Linked DNA regions of Muntiacus reevesi: region 2 is linked to region 1. A link is a contact called in public Hi-C data. All regions are on one chromosome and are shown on one strand. The core of a region is the stretch at or near the end of the contact, and the rest is flanking DNA. Distances in the headings are between cores, read along the strand shown.

Region 1 (2,614 bases), core at 63-2,562:
TCCCCCTCCTCGGGGCCCCATCAGAGGTGACTACTCACCTTCCCAGCTCCTCTCCCATCTCATAGTGATCTTCCACATCCTCCTGCCTGAATGTTGACATGGTGGTCGGTTTGCCTTCCAGCGTCTTCCACTCCAGTACAAACCTGGTCAGTGGTCAGGGAATAGTACCTCACGGAGTCCTCTCGCCGTGACTCTGGAGGAGACAGAGAAATAGCAAAGGACTGAGATGCCAGTCATTACCTCTGGGTCAAAGGATCGATCAGCATCCCCCAAATAGGTTTCAGATCCACCATGCTGAAATTCCACCTTCCCGGTGGAAGGCACTTGCATTTGGTGGGTGGGGCACTTTCATGTGTCATCTCATTTAGATACCACACTGCCCCAAGGTTCAGTGTTAGCCCAGCTTGTGCCACTTACACCCCCGTAACTCCCAGGAGCCATAGATCTGCGGTTCTGCACACAACACCCCAGTCTTTTTCTGCCTCTTCCTTCTAGGCTCCTCCCAATCTCATCCATAGACCCCAAATTCCTATAAGTTCTCCCACGCTCTTCACACCCCAAACCCTGGGACACCCTGATTGTCTGCTAGACTTCCAACACACTCCCATCTCCCTGTACCTCAGCAAGCTTAACCCCTCCTCCTCTTACCCACTGCCCCCACAAGCCCTCCCCTCCTCGGCTGGTCTCTAAGACCCTCTCTGGCGCTGGGCTTACCCCATCTCTTACCCCCGCCTTCCTGAATTTCCCAGGAACTGGACAATGGCTTCCAAGCTCCTAACCCATTCTTGCGCCCTCTGCCCTCCGCCGTGCTAGCAAAGTTAACTTCCTCCTCCCCCTTCCTCGAAGACACCTCTTTCAAGTTTCAAAGGCCCCCGCCCCAAGCTCCACACCCTCAACGGAACCCCGCAAAGGGCCACATCTGAATCTCCTCCATCCTTCGCCCCCAACCTTCTCACAAGCTCCGAGGCAGACCCCTACGACTTCCTTCAGAGACGCCCCCAAGATTCCCCCAACCCCTAACTTCCCGGCTCCAGCGTCCCAGAGGCCGCCACGCCCCTCACAGGCCCCGGCCCAGATCCTTCTCCCGTCCAGTCATCCCACGAGTCCCCAAATGTCCCCCCTACTACGTCCCCCAGGATCTCCTCCCCCGGCATCCTCGGACCAAGTTCGCTCCGCACCCTCGGCCCCGCACCGCGGACCTGTCCCTCAGCCGCGTTGGCGAGCACCCCGTCCGCAGGCCCCGCCGCCTCGGCCGCCGCGACGCGCAGACCTTTGCATCGTCACCGCGCCCGCCAGAGCCCGCCCCCGAGAGGTGGATCCCACTGCCCATTGGTTAGCACACACACCGCTCGTGAATTCCCGCCCACCGCCTCCTTTCAGGCCCCCGCACACGGGCTTCCGGCCCTCCTCACCAAAATGAGGCCTCACGTTTGGTACAGGCTCACAGCTGATTGGCTGCAAAGAACGTCGGTCAAATTTACGGAAGTCGGCCTCCCGACTTCCGGTCCCTGAACCGCCCCGCCCCTTCTCCTCTGACCGGGGTCCTGAAGCTGGGAAGTAGGATGCTGAAGTCCTGCATCCCCATTCCTGCCTTCCTTGGGCATGAAATACGTGAATCCTATGCCCAAGTTCTCTCATGACAGCTCCTGAGCCGGACCCTGGGGCTGCTTCAGTCACAGGAAGTTTTCTCCTTTGTAAAATGTTAGGGGTGCTAAGTTGCTTCAGTTGTGTTCGATTCTGCATAGCTCGCCAGTCCCCACTGTCCATGGGATACTCCAGGCAAGAATACTGGAGTGGGTTGCCATTTTCTTCTCTGGGGGACCTTCCCGACCCAAGGATCAAACCTCAAGTCACCTTCCATTGGCAGGTGGGTTCTTTACCACCAGCGCTACCTGGGAAGCTGTTAGCCATATTGCAAATACATAAAGATTCAAACTAGGATAGGTGTTGCCATTAAATGCTTGAGGATTGTTTTGACTCCTTTTAGGCTTAAGATACATAAGAACTGGCATTGATTGAGCCTTACTGCATACCAATCAACAACGTGAAGTAAAATATTTTACTAGTTCTATACTTAGGGAAACAGACCCAGAGAGATTAAAGTAACCCACCCAGAGTCACACAGCCAGTAAAGGCATTAACTGATATTCCTTCCCAGAGAGGCCTGAACCCAAAGCCCACGCTGAACCACTTCAGATACCGTCTGACACAGGCCATCCTCTGGTCGTGATAGTCCCAACCTCATGCAATTCCACTTCACTTCACCACGACTTCCCTTCTTCGCCTCACACCTCATCCTCGCTTAAGCGCTGACACTAAAACTCTTCTTCCTGCCTGGGGACCACCTTCCTCCACTAAACCTAAAGCACACTTCACAGCTAAAGCAGCACTTTCTCTCACATTCATTCACTTTTCCCTATTATTTTCTCATTAATCTGGTACATTTGTCCCCACTAAAGAACCAACAGTGACACATTAACCACTCCCTACTAGACTCTCCCATCTTTTCTTGTCCCAGTATCATGTCACATTTGTCTCCTTAGGTCCTCTGTGCTTTTTGAGTCTCATTTACAGGGGTTTTGATGACTTGGGTTTTGAAGATTGATCTGTTCCC
Region 2 (2,614 bases), core at 46-2,545, 170 kb before region 1:
GTCCTGAATATTTAGCCCATCAAGTTCCATCTGACTCAGGCTGCCAGAACCTCCTGGTGTGGGGTCCCACTGGCAATCACGGGTGAGGTCCTGAGAGGGCAAAAGTGTGTCCCTGGGCTCTTCCAAGTCCATGGCTGGAGGTCCTGGAGGGGGTTGGGAGGCTGTCAGGAATTCCATGCCTGGACCCTGGGCTCAAGCCAGCATCTGAAAGGGAGATTCAAAAATTAGATTTTCTGGGCTTCCCTAGTGGCTCAGTGGTAAAGAATCAGCCTGTCAACGCAGGAGACATGGGTTTCGATCCCTGATCTGGGAAGATCCCACATGCCATGGAGTAATTGAGCCCAGTGGACCACAACTATTGAGTCTGTGCTCTACAGCCCGGGAGCCACAACTACTGGGGCCCCTGCGTTGTAGAGCCCAAGCCACCACAATGAGAAGCCCATGCACCTCAGCTCAAGAGCAGCCCCTACTCTACACCACTAGAGAAAAGTCCATGCAGTAATGAAGACCCACAGCACAACCAAAAAAACAGATGAGATTTTCCAACTGCCAACTTGGTACCAGGATCTAGTCTGGTAAATGTTCATAAAGAACACATAATTTAATCCTCACCATACCCTGCAAGGAAGATTCTGCCATGACCCTCATTTTACAGGGGAGGAAGTCGAGGTGTAGAATCAGCAGTTGTAAGGCAGTGGCTTCCTGGGCTCCAAACCCCAGGGGATTCTCCTGTGCTCCTCTTCCCAGACCTTCCCCTCCCACCCGTGAACCCCGTACACCCCAGCCCTGATTCTTCCAAGTGTTCCTTCCCCGGGATGTGCGACCCAGGCTGGAGACACACTTTGACTACACAGACCCGACAGGTGTAGGTCCCCGATACCCAGGGATCAAGACCTCAGTCCAAGCCTTCGGATCCAGAACTTCAGACTAAATACTAGAGTTCCAAGATGCCAGAAAGCAGACTCACCTCAAAACCTCCAACGCCACATTCAAGATCAATCCCAGACTCAGACCTGGACCTCAGACCCAGCCGAAGACATAAACTTGAGCCTAAAGCTGAAAGTTAAGACCCGAGTCCTCTCGAGGACCCCAGATTCAAGACTTCAGACCCGTGACCTCAGATGCTGGCTCCAGACCTCTCTATGCCCCGCCGGGACACTCACTTACCAAACCGAGGTGGTCTCAACCCGCGGGCCGCCGAGACCCCGCAGCTGAGCTGGTACGGTGCTTCCAGTGACCACCGCCTGCCAATTTCTGCCAATTCCGCCGCCGCTTCCAGATCCGCGCAGGGTTCCTGGATCACTGGGCATGCGCATTCCCGCTGGGCTTGCTGGGAAATGTAGTTCTTGCAGACAACCTCGCCCGCTCAGGGGCTCCGGGTATGTGGACAACGAGTTCGAATTCCGAGCCTTCATTTACTCGGCGTGAAAGCTCCGACTGGCTTCTGAGCCTATTTCCTTAACTGCAAAGTGCGGTTAAAAATCACTGCTTGACTGCTACCTCTTTGGTCATTATTCTAAGGGATAGCAGATGGGAAGAAATGGGACTGGAAAAATACTAAAGGCTCATGAGAGATAGACTTTCTGACTGCAGGGGTGCCAGAAGCGGCACGGGGAACAGATTGCACACAGGCTTTCGGCTTGGCGAAATGGCTCGGTTATGCTTAACTTTATTTCCCTGAGCTTCCGGCTTCCTCAGTTGTAAACTGGGGATAATAGTGCATGCGTGCGTGCTCAATTGCTGAGTTGTGTTTGACTGCGACCCTATGGACTGTAGCTGGCCAGGCTCCTCTGTCCATGGGATTTCCCAGGCGAGAATACTGGAATGGGTTGCCATTTCCTTCTCTAGGGATCTTCTTGACGAACCCGCATCTCCTGGGTTGGCAGGCCGGTTCTTTACAGGCTGAGCCACCAGGGAAGCCCACACCTACCTCCTAATTAAACGAAATCGAGCTGGGTGCAGATTTAGCAGTAGGGCTGGAAAATATCGAGTCTAGTAAGTGTTAGCTTTTATTACTTCTAGGTTTTCGGTAATTTAGCTACTGAGAAGAATCCAGTGCCAGAACCTGGAGAAATATTTCACTTTGAAAAGTTGATTTAAACGTACTTCTTTTTCTTTTGTGTAGACTTGCTTTGTGGAAAATTAATTGGCTTAGGATAGCCAAACCCTTATTTATCACCTGTTGCATGTGATGACTTTCGAAAGTTTGAGGGCCATTGGCTACATGGGTATAACTTATAGGGTGGTAGGACTTTTTAATGTAATGCTAACAAGTTTTCTACCCCCCGATCCCCGAGCCTTTTAGTTTTTAAACGCCATGTGTAATCTGTGGTCCACAAAATTGGGAGCGAGAGACCTGAAACAGACCTGCTATAAATTTAACGGATACATAATCCCATATCCAAGGCTTCTCAGGTGGCGCTAGTAGTAGAGAATCCACTTGCCAATGCAAGAGACCCAGATTTGATCCCTGGGTTCAGGAAGGTGCCCTAGAGAAGGAAATACTCCGGTATTCGTGCTTGGAAAAAAATCCCATTTTTTTCCACTCCCAGACAGAGGAGCCTGGTGGACTACAGTCCCTGGGGTCGCAGAGTTGGACCTGATTGAGCACACA

The links. A called contact is a pair of places that touch in the nucleus more often than the background predicts.
Region 2: a contact with region 1 is called in a Hi-C map of muscle, with 2.8 times the contacts expected there. The contact joins the promoter of APBA3 here to the promoter of DAPK3 in region 1. A contact is called at or near these places in 2 of 3 Hi-C or Micro-C datasets (blood and muscle).

What each region holds. Positions count from the first base shown.
Region 1 is chr1:198,813,056-198,815,669 of mMunRee1.1, reverse strand. DAPK3 (death associated protein kinase 3) reads right to left here and starts at 1,312. Exons shown (of 10, transcript XR_010660873.1): 1 at 1,200-1,312; 2 at 39-193.
Region 2 is chr1:198,983,568-198,986,181 of mMunRee1.1, reverse strand. APBA3 (amyloid beta precursor protein binding family A member 3) reads right to left here and starts at 1,295. Exons shown (of 11, transcript XM_065918043.1): 1 at 1,168-1,295; 2 at 1-204. The coding sequence starts at 177.